Regions from separate parts of the Sus scrofa genome. Here region 2 is linked to region 1. The links are chromatin contacts, called in public HiChIP or PLAC-seq maps. All regions are on one chromosome and are shown on one strand. Each heading gives the region's core, a stretch centred on a gene start, on an enhancer-like site or on the middle of the called end of the contact. The rest is flanking DNA. Distances are from core to core; before and after follow the strand shown.

The links. HiChIP or PLAC-seq counts read pairs in DNA pulled down with a chosen protein or histone mark.
Region 2: a contact with region 1 is called in an H3K27ac HiChIP or PLAC-seq map of alveolar macrophages. The contact joins the promoter of STRN3 here to the promoter of HEATR5A in region 1. A contact is called at or near these places in 1 of 5 promoter capture datasets (liver) and 2 of 2 datasets of contacts at active chromatin or transcription factors (alveolar macrophages and skeletal muscle).

Annotation. Positions count from the first base shown.
Region 1 is chr7:68,140,545-68,146,468 of Sscrofa11.1, reverse strand. It overlaps HEATR5A (HEAT repeat-containing protein 5A), which reads right to left and starts at 2,872. Exons shown (of 38, transcript XM_021099894.1): 1 at 2,739-2,872.
Region 2 is chr7:68,467,736-68,473,475 of Sscrofa11.1, reverse strand. STRN3 (striatin-3) reads right to left here and starts at 2,715. Exons shown (of 17, transcript XM_021099888.1): 1 at 2,086-2,715. The coding sequence starts at 2,367. It also overlaps a transcript of AP4S1 not described here.

The DNA.
Region 1 (5,924 bases), core at 1,623-4,122:
GAAAAAAGCCTCTTGGACTCTGTAAGATTAAAGGATTTTTAGGAGTTCCCGTTGTGCATTTCAATGGATAATTTCAATTTTCTGGTAATTTTTCTTCCATAAAAAAACATACTGAATAAATGAAGTATTATTTTGCACACATACAGAAACATACATGTATTCAACACATGGAAACCTATAAGCACAATAGAAAAGACATAGATACTGTTATATATCCATAGAGAAGCAGACTCTAGGAAATAACCATCAAAAACACATACATAAAATATCTTATTTAGTTTAGTTAGAACCATACCATTGTTTTAAAATTAGCAAAAGCAGGAGTTCCTATCGTGGGTCAAAGGCTAATGAAACTGACTAGCAACCATGAGGACACGGGTTCAATCCCTGGCCTCATTCGGTGTGTTAAGAATCCGGAGTGGCGGTGAGCTGTAGTGTAGGTTGCAGATGCGGCTTGGATCCCGGGTTGCTGTGGCTGTGGTGAAGGCCGGCGCTACAGCTCCGATTAGATCCCTAGCCTGGGAACCTCCATATGCTGCGGGTGCAGCCCTAAAAAGGAAAAAACAAAACAAAAAACCTGAACCTATTTCCTCCCACAAAAGACTTAGTGATTAAGAGTTTAGTCCAGGGCCAGCAAATTTTTCTGTAAAGGACCAAAGAGCAAATACTTTAGGCTATGTGGGCCACAGAGTATCTACCACAACTACTCCTAAACAATACATAAACAGCCATAAACAGATATCAAATGTGGCTGTGTTCCAGTAAAAGTTTTATCTATAAATACCTGCAGCAGGCTGGATTTGACCCATGGCCTGTCAATTGCTGACCCCTAGTGTAATCCAAAGAATTTAACACTACAACTAGATAAAGGATACAATTAAGTGATACAAACAAGTCTCCAGTAGTTCCTAGGGCAGAAGTTAATTCTTTTCTTAAGTGAAATTTAATAACCATTTCAGCAATCTCCTTAAAATGCAGAAGTGCTTTTATGTAAGAGGACTAAGGTCCCACTAAAGGGCTGTTCAAACCCATCAACTATACTATGGATAATTTAACAGAAGATTCAATAATGCAGACATCATTAAACCAGTTAAATAGGATCGGAAATAAAATAATTTTAGAATATGAAGGGACCTAAACAAATCCAGAGTTTAATCTTTTGCTTTTTTCAAAAGCTAATTAAGAAAAAGTCATAAAAGGTCATAGACTGTCTCAATCTTTTCTGTTTCCTCTTTTGGTGGCACTGGCTGCATGGGGAAGTTCCCTCGGTAGGGATCAAACTTGCGCCACAGCAGTGACCCCAGCCGCTGCAATGACAATGCCGGCTCCTTAATGTGCTGCAACCACAGCGGGAACTCCGCCTCCTTTTTCAAATAAAGGTGAATGGAAGAAAGGAAGATAGGTGAACTGCCTAAAGACAAAAGTTCTTAAAGAATGCATTCCTTAAAGAATGCATTATTTATGCATTTTAAAAAAAATTTAAGATTCTGTGGATTATGTATTTTCTGTTACTAAACTCAGACACAATGATAAACAAAAAGGGAAAAGTGACCTAAAAACTATAAACAGTAGTAGAGGAGCTTAAGATAGAATTCAACTCTTCCAATACTATAGCCATCTATATAAAACTTTTTTCAACAGTCATTATTCTTATGCTATAAAAACTGTCTGCTTACCCATTTCATTAAAGGAAAAAAAAAAAAAAAACTACGGTGTTAAGATGTAAGACAAATCTCGGGTTCAATGATGTTTGGAAAACGAAACAGGACAATTCTCCTCTCACCATCCATTTAATGCCAACCACTAAGGACACTTCTACTTTCCTTACACTTTAATCTTGCCAGAGTATTTCTATGAAAGTTCTACACCGTACTTACGGACCTTTTCCCCTTTTGAACCTCTTCTCTAGGCTGGAAGTTCCTTAAGGGCTCTGAGTGAGCCTGCACATAAAAGGTGCCGAATACTTGCTGAATAAATAAATGCACACAAAAAAATGTACGACTTTTAGTGAAGGAGCTCAAATCATTTAACAACTATTATACGACTTGACAGTTACAAAAATCATCTTAACTTGCCAGAGATATACGTTACTGCAACTAGTAAATACCATAAAGGGCTTTATAAAGTTTCCAAAGACTTTATAATTCCTTGAAATGACGCTGTGCTGGCCGAGTAGGGTACGAAGAAATGTTTCATCATACTAAGCAAGTGCTAACCTAGCAAAGGCTTGCTTTCCTTCAGAGAAGGGCTGGATTAGTCCTTCTCCACTCTCTACGCCATATCCACTCTCCACTGCTCCTGGAAACCTGCCTGCAGAATCGCCCGCGGGCGCTCAGAAAACCTCGCCCGGAGCTCGGGTATGGGCCCCCGCTCCCGGCCAACCCAGACACGGCGGGCGCCGCCAGGGCGGGTCCCGGGAGCGGCGCGCCGGCGGGGCGGGCTCGGACCTTCCGACCTTCCCCGCACGCCCGGGGGCACCCGGCGGCCAGAGTCCACGCCTACCTGTTGTGCTCGGATGAAACCAGACTTTCCCGGAGCTCAGACCGACCGACAGACTGCATTGGCCATTCGGTCGTCCGGGCGCCCCAGTTCAACCCCTCCTCGGAGAGCTCCGGCTCTTTCGTCCAGGACCCCTAATTCCTCGACCCGTTCCTGCTCTGAGTCCCCCCTTCCTCCACCTCTTGGCTGTCGCGAACACCACGGAGCAACCCCACCCCCGCCCAAGAAGCTCAACTCACGGTGCAGGCCCCGGTGCGTGGTGCCTCCCAGCCGGCAGGTTGCCTGGACACCGCCCCCTCTCGCCAGGATCCGCCTCCACTTCGGGGATTCCCGACTGGTCGCCCCGGGTCCCCCACAACTCAGCGCCCGTCCCAGCCCCGCCACGTTATCTGTTCCACAGCGCAGCAGGGCAGCACTGGGACTCGCCAGCGGCGGCGACGGCGAGACAGCAGGCGGGACGGGCGCGCGCGGGGCGGGGCAGGAAAGCCTGGAGCCTTGAGGGCGGCGGGAGCAGGCGATTGGGAGCGCGCCCCGCACAGCGCCGCCGACCCCAGGCCCCGCCTGCGGGCCGCCGAGCCATCGAGCGCCCACTCTGGCAGGCGTAACTGCTCCACCGCCGAAAGAGCGATGACGGAGACGGTGTCCTACTTTGAGGCAACGGCTGGCTTTGCAGCCCTGAGAGTTCGGCCACACCCATTTTTGTTTGCTTTTAAAGCCAGACCCAATCCTTGGAGGCAGCCTTGGGGCAGCTGAGGTCTAAGGCACAACTGGAGCCTAGGGAAATTCAGGCAGAGATTTCCGTGGGTGTAGATGGTGGAAGGGACCCTAGAGAGAGCTTTGTACTCCTAAAAGTCTGGGGCCTGTCATGAAGCCACTTGCTCAAGGTCACACACACAGTCAACAGCAGAATTGGGACTAATAGCCTCTTGACCCCAAGTCAACTGCATTTTTCCAGTATACTCAGCGTTTTTAATGTAATTTTTCAATTTCTATTTTGAAACAAGTGCAAGCTTACAAAAAATGTTGGAAGTATAATACAAAGAACATTTTTCTCCTGAACTATATGAGATATAAGTTGCTGACATGATGTCACATAGTCCCTAAATACTTTAGTCTGTATATCTCACTAATAAGCATTCACTCCTACATAATCCTAATATAACTATCAGAATCAAAATGTGTGATATATTACATTTTGCCAATTTCCTCAATAATGCTAAGAGGAAAGGATTCAATGCAGAATCAAGTATTTATTTGTCTGAGTTCTGGTCGTTGCTCAGTGGTTAACGAATCCAACTAGGAACCATGAGGTTGCGGGTTTGACCCTGGTCTCACTCAGTGAGTTAAGGATCCTGTGCTACAGTGAGCTCTGGTGTAGGTCGCAGATGCGGCTCGGATCTGGTGTTGCTGTGGCTGTGGTGTAGGCCAGCAGCTGTAGCTCCAATTGGACCCCTAGCCTGGGAACCTCCATATGCCGTGGGTGTGGCCCTAGAAAAGGCAAAAAAAGATTTAAAAAAAAAAGTATTTATTTGTCATGTATCTTTAGTCACCTTCAATCTGGCACACTTCCTCAGTCTTTCCTCGACTTTCATATCCTTGACACTTTTGAAGATTCCTGGCCAATTATTTTACAGTTGGCCTTCACTTTGCATCTATCTGATGTTTACTCATGGTTAGATTCAAGGGTAGGTATCTCTGACAGCACTCTCACAGAAACAATGCTCTGTCCTTCTCATTGCATCCTATCAGGTGGCACCTGATTTTAATTTGTCTCATTTTGATGTTTATTTCAATAATGTAGTGTCTGCCACACTTCTCCAGTGAAGCTGCTTTTTCCTCTTTGCAATTAGGTATTTTGTGGGAGAAATTCTTTGAAACTATGTAAGTTTTTTTGTTTCTGATCAAATTTCAATTAACTAATTTCTATCAGTATGAAATCAGAGTTTCCTATTTTATTAAACCTATTTTATTAAAAGGTTATAGTCTGCTTCTATCATTGTTTATTTTGGTGTTCAAATTGTCCCAAGTTTGGTTCGTGGGATTCACCCCTTCATTCTGGCTTCTATATCTTTGTGTATGTGTTTTAAATTCTTTCACAATGTATTATTCTAAATATTTCTTACATACAGAAATTTGAAAGAGCTTTTAATAACATATATCCACCAACCATATCCATCAATTAACATTTTACTGCTCTGTGGCCTTCTGACACACCTCCATCATTCTTCGAGTACCCCCTTACTTTCTGGCATAAGATAAGACTCATCTTGCCCCAACCCTGGACGCAGCTAGTTTATCTGGGAGTCCTGGTTCCTTTGCATGGAGAATGGTATTTAGAAGCACTAGACGTACTCACTGCTATTGGGATATAACTGCTTAAGCTGTCTTAGTGTTTGCAGCTAGGGAATATTTGTACATTCATACACATACCATCTACATACATCAGTGCATCTATATGTGTAGACCACATACACACAAATTTAACAGTTACATTTTCTTTTTCTTTTTTTGGCTGTACCTGAGGCATATGGAAGTTCCCAGACTAGGGATCGAATCAGAGCTGCAGCTGCCAGCCTACACCACAGCCACGGCAACATGGGATCCGAGCCACATCTGTACCTATGCCACAGCTTTCGTTAACACCAGATCTTTAACCCACTGAGCGAGGTCAGGGATCAAACCCACATCTTCACGGATGCTATGTCAGGTTCTTAACCTGCTGAGCCACAATGAGAACTCTTTTTAATTTAACAGTAGATATTGAAAAACATATGTTCACAGTAATATCTCCCATCCAGCATTGCACAGGCTATTCTAGTTTTCTCTCTTCCACATTTGTAATCCCCCTGCAACTCTTACAGAAAGAACCCAGGATCCTATTATTTTTGAGATATTTACTTGCTTGAGTACCTCTCCAATATTTAAGCAATCACCCATTCCTGCCACCTCTCCCTTTGGAGGGCGCTAAGGCTTTAAAACCCCAAAACTAGCCGCACAAGTATCTCCTTCTCTTTGCTTACCCCTGCTTCCAAACTCTGTGCCCATGCCCAGTCCATAAAACTTGCCCACCCTGCTCAGGCTTCATTTTTTTTTTTTTTTTTTTTTTTTGTCATTTCTTGGACCACTCCCGCCACATATGGAGGTTCCCAGGCTAGGGGTCTAATCCCAGCTGTAGCCACTGGCCTACACCAGAGCCACAGCAACGCAGGATCCGAGCCGTGTCTGCAACCTACACCACAGTTCACAGCAATGCCAGATCCTCAACCCACTGAGCAAGGCCAGGGATCGAACTGGAAACCTCATGGTGCCTAGTCGGATTCTTTAACCACTGAGCCACGACGGGAACTCCAGGCTTCATCTTTTGCCAAGCATCTCTCTACGCATCCTCACTTGTGTAAGGTATGTAAGCTGCACTGAGAAAGGTG
Region 2 (5,740 bases), core at 1,466-3,965, 330 kb before region 1:
ACGCACAAACACAATCATGAACATTTTATTACAGAAGAATCAGTGTGAATTGATAAAAAAAAATCCCTGGGAAAAAAGTGAGGCTAAAAACACTGTAGAACTTCTTTAAAATAAGCAAAGAAAGTTTAGAATGGCTTTATCAGAACTAAATATTTCAATAGTAAATAAACTGAAAGCAAGCAAGCAAAATGAATCGTCCTTAAAAGACATTTCTGTTACTGTCAAGAAGAGAACTAGAAGAGAAAGTAAAGACTAGGGCAGACAATATAGATAGGCCTCAATGTTGTACAGATTTTACCAAATTGGACACAAGACATTTTTCAGCTACTTACAGCAAGCAGTGAAGGCTATGAATGACTAATGCACTTGCTAGCTTGAAAAGTGTTTAAATTCAAGCTTTCCTACAACAGTAAAAAGGTTATAAACATGGTATCAAGGAGTTGTGAAGCATTATTTAGTGAGTCTAAACCTCAATGAAAATTTTTAAAAATACATGACTCATACAGAATATTAAGTATATACATAGAGATATTTTAAAACAGACTATACACAAGTTAACAACAATTTTGACTTAAGCTTTTTAAGTTATATTTTTAAACAATTTTCACTTAAGCTTTTTAAGCCATATTTTTAAAAGCTCAGTGGTATATCAAAGTACAATGTTAAAACACTGAATTGACTAACAGGTGTTAATTTATAATTAATTTCCTCAAGACTTGACAAAGTGTCAAAATATATGTTTTACTTTTTAAAAGTTTAACTTTACCCACTTTGTGGAGTCAAAAGTCGACTAGTTCCAAATCAAACTGAAGATATATATATTGAGGGCACACTCTTTTTAAGTTAATCCAATCTTCCTTCTTACAACACTACATTTTCCTAACTATTCACCCAAGGCATATATGACATACATGTCAGTGAACAATACTGCTTACATGCTAAATATATACCACTATGAAGAACAGGTGCAACACTATTTAGATGCACCCTTTTTTTTTTCTTCTAAGCCTAAATCTGCCTTGGAAAGGAATTTAAAAATAAATACAAACATCCAAAAGGGTTGAATAATCCTTTTTAAAAGTTATAGCCACTCTCAAATCCAAGATAAAAGCCCTTAAACTACCAACATCTTCCAAAAGTTAGGTAAACCAACCTATCCAAGTTTCATCTTAAAATTGAGTTCGGCTCAATTATGGAGGATCCTGAGAATATTTAACATTGCTTCCTTTACTTGAGTTAGTACCGTTGAGACAAGTACTTTTTACTTCAAGCTAATATCAAATCTTCCCTCAGTCGTTTCAAAAAGACAGGACAGATACTCTGGATAGGCTTTTTATGGGTAAAGATGGGGGATGGAGAAGGGGGAGCCCGGTGAAGGGTACTCCAAAAAGAAAAATTCAGCACAGAGAAGTGTTGATGAGTCAGTCACTAAGGAAGAAGTCAAAGGGAATCTAAGTGAGTAAGGCAGCATCCCAGGTAAGTAGACACTTAAAGTTGGCGGCAGGAAATGAAAACTTCACAGGTCAGCCGCAAGCCATTGTGCTCGGTGGCAGCTCTGGAAAGAAGCCTGGCTGTCAACTAGTAAGAGCTACCAACTCCGGGGGAGGGGGTCAGGCAAGTCAACTCGAAAAGAGGGGTGGTTCGGGAAAAGGTGGTAAAATGCCCATGCCAGTCCTTCTCCTCGGGTTCTCCATTTCACGAGGTACAAACGAGAGCAAGTTCAGTGCCCAGCAGCCCCACGCCAGGAACTTTCCCACAGAGAGGAACTCAGCCCCAAGACCCGGAGGCCCGGGCAGGCGGCCTCCGAAGGAGCCCCCGCGGACGCCATACTAACAGCCAAAATGGCTGCCCCAAGGAAGCCCGCACCGCGCAGCTAGAGAGGGCTGGGTAACAAGCTTGTGCGGTAAAAGGGGAGGGGGACTCTAGGAAGACCCGTCGCCAGGACCATCACCCATCCAGCCGCGCAGGTAGGTTCCTCTCGGCCTCCCTAGGCCTCGAGCTCCGAATGAGGGGAGTTCCGGCCCCACCCCCGGGCAGACAACCCCGCCGCCGCTGCTGTCCCGCACACCAACCCCAAGGAGGTACCTGCAGTTCGGCCCGCTCCACCTCCCAGTGCGCCCGTTCCATCTCGAACCGAGCCCACTCGTGCTGGATGTAGTGCAGGATCCCCGGGATAGTGTACTGCTGCGGCCGGGACAGCTCGGGGCCTGTCGCGGGACCGGCTCCCTCGGCGGCCGGAGGACCTCCGCTGCCCGCTGCTCCATTCCCCCCTGACGAAAGGCTCATGTTCCCCCCAGGTCCCTGCTGCTGCCGTGGAGGGGCCGCCATCCCCGGGCCGCCACCACCGCCTCCGGCGAGCTCGTCCATTGTGTGTGGGGCCCCGGCTGGGGCGCAGGGCGAGACGCCGACGGCTGGGGGAAGGGGCCGGGGAAGGTGGCCCCGCGCTGGTGGCGGGGCGGAGGCCGGCTGGAAGAGGGGCGGGGAGGGGGTTGTTGCTGTATGCCTGCCGTGGGTCAGAGCAGGGAGCTGCCGGCCGCCGCCATTACAGTCCCTCCTCCATCTGCCCGTCTCACTCACTCACTTTAGGGGAAGGGGGGGCCGCGGTGGGAGGGCGAGAGGGGGCAGGGTTGGGAAGGGGATAGACGTAGGGCCGCCGCTCCCGCGCAGCATGCCGGGTAGAGAACGCCACTGCTGCCGCTCGCCTGGTAGCCAAATAGAGTCCGGCCTCACCCTACGCAGGCGTACTGAGGAAGCAGGGTTGCCGTTAGAGGCGGGGAAGGAGCGCCAGCCCCGCCCTAGGCCCGCCCTCAGACCCGCTTCGGGTGTCTGGCTGCCCCCGCGGAGCCCGTGGGCTGTAGACTCCGACCTTTGGGGTCGAGTAGGTGTCGTCCTTTCTAGCAAGGGGTTTCCCTCGCTCAGTCAGCCCCCGCCGTTCCCACCCAAGGGTCTCGGCTGCGATTCTGCCTTCGAAGCTGAGTTTTAACCTGGCTGGTCGCTCTGGCCGGCCGCCGCCGGTCCTGAATTCCTGGCGTTTCTTTTGCATTCCTTGCGTGTTTCAGGCAGTCCCAGAGGATCGGGCCTCTTTCTCTGCCTGTCACTCGCTCTTTTTCTGGTTTCCTAACACCAGTCAGTTCCCTGGGCTTTGGGGACGTTCTCTTTTTGGCAAATAGCCCAGATCCTCCCGGACGTAGCGGCCGATTCCCTGTCTCTGGGCTTTGGACCGAATTCTGTGCTCCCTGTCGCACGTCGCAACTTGTTCCACTTTGCCTCCCTTCTTTATTATTCTGGGATGGAGTGTGTTTGGTGGGGGGGGGGGGGTTGGAAGGGAACAGGACCGATTGTTTTCATTTTTCTTTTGGGATAAGGGAACGTGAAAAACTTTAGATCTCGAAGCTAGGTGGAGGAAGAAAGAAAACTTTGAAGGAGAGTGGTTAAATTTGATGTTTTAGAAGTGAATAACTCAAAAATAATGTCATTCATAGCTGAATCTTTTGATGGAAATAGAAAATAAACACCCTGAAGACATCTTTTTTCCTTTTTTAAATTCCCCCCCCCACTTTTTTTTTGGCCCTGCCCATGGCATGTGGAAGTTCCCAGGCCAGGGGTGTACCCGCGCTGCAGTAACAGCCCTAGCTGCTGCAGTGATGATGCTGGATTCTTAACCTGCTGCTCCACAGGGGACCCTGAAGACATTGTAAAATCCTAAGTGAATGCCTAAGAATGTTTTCCTGGGTTGTTTTGAATGAATATAATGTATACAAAAAAGACAAGGTTAATCTTAAGTACCATAGTGTGTTTTCTTTTTAATGTGCTTAGTTGCCAAGGAACATCCTTAATGAACTGTTACGTTTCTAAAAGTTAATATAGCCAACAACCATTTGGTTAAAAAAGCCAAAAATAATATTTACCATTATGATAAGGAAAAAAGATTCATTAATTACAGCTAAGCAGGAAAATCACATATAGAATTGATTGCACTTAAATTTTTTTCTTCTCTACTACCAATAAAATTTTAACTGTGGAATATACAAGACCACTCAGGGTGTAGTTTCAAAGAGAAAGTAGTACGTCTTATTTTATCATGTCTGCTTTATTCTTATTATAGTTCAGTGGAGAGAGAATTGGACTTGCTACTCATTCTGCTTTGTTTTATTTATATAAGAAATGAAGTCTGAGGTCACAGCATTATTAACTATTTCTCAATTTTATAGAAACCAGCATACAACTCTTTATTCAAGCCTGCTCCTTTTCGAGGGGCCTCATAGCATAAAAAATGTTAAGAAATACAGAGTTCCAGAGTTCCCATCGTGGCTCAGTGGTTGATGAATCCAACTAGGAACCATGAGGTTGAGGGTTCAATCCCTGGCCTCGATCAGCAGGAGTTGCCATGAGCTGTGGTGTAGGTCACAGACGCGGCTCGGATCTCACGTTGCTGTGGCTCTGGCGTGCTCTGGCGTATGCCGGCAGCTACAGCTCCAATTCGACCCCTAGCCTGGCAACCTCCATGTGCCGCAGGAGCAGCCCTAGAAAAGGCAAAAAAGACAAAAAAAAAAAAAAAAAAAAAAAAAAAAAAAGGATCCGGCATTGCCATGAGCTCTGGTTTAGGTCGCAGATGCGGCTCTATCTGGCGTTGCTGTAGCTGTGGAATACGCCGGAAGTGGTAGCTCCAATTAGACCCCTAGCCTGGGAGCCTCCATATGTGGTGGGTGCAGCCCTAAAAAACAAAAAAAGAAAAAAGATATACTCCGTGCCTTCACAGACTTTCCAGTCTAATTTTAGGCAAATTACTTAGCACTGAGCACCCTGACTTCCTCAATGTCTTGTCCAGATCATTTGGACACCTCAACCATTTTTTTTTTACTAGTTTTTGCTACCAATGTACCAGGTATCTCTTAAGTTTTTTGTTTTTTGTTTTTTTTGCAACGCCGAAGGCATGCGGAAGTTCCCGGGCCAGGGATCAAACCCATGTCATAGCAGCAGCCCAGGCTGCTAGACTGAAAATGCTGGATCCTTAACCTGCCAGACCACCAGGGAGCTCCCCATCTCTTGAGATTTAATGACCAGAAGTGTCCTATTAAAAGACTGGAGGAGTTCTTGCTGTGGAGCAGTGGGTTAGGAATCCAATTGCAGTGGCTCGGGTCCATTTAAGAGATTTGGGGTTCAATCCCTGGCCAGACACAGTGGGTTAAAGGATCCAGCATTACCACAGCTGTGGTGCTCCGGAGTCCATCTCAGCTGGGATTTGGATTCAATCCCTGGCGTGGGAACTTCATATGCCTCGAGTACAGCCATTAAAAAAAAAAAAAAAAAAAGTAAAAGATTGGAGGAGTTCTCTTGTGGCACAGCAGGTCAAGGATCCAGCAGTTATCACTGCAGTGGCTTGGGCTGCTGCTGTGGCATGGGTTTGTTCCCTGGCCTAGGAAATTACCTATGCCTTGGACAAGGCCAAAACAAAACCCAAAAAGCACAGATTAAAAAAAAAAAAAAAAAAAAAAAAAACTGAGGGAATTCCCGTTGTGGCACAGCAGAAATGAATCCAAGAACCATGAGGTTTCAGGTTCAACTGCTGGCCTCGCTCAGTGGGTTAAGGATCTGGCTTTGCCCTGAGCTGTGGTGTAGGTCACAGACACCACTCGGATCTGGTGTTGCTGTGAACCTCCATTTAAAAAAAAAAAAAGGGAGTTCCCGTCGTGGCTCAGTGGTTAATGAATCTGACTAGTTACCATGAGATTGCGGGTTC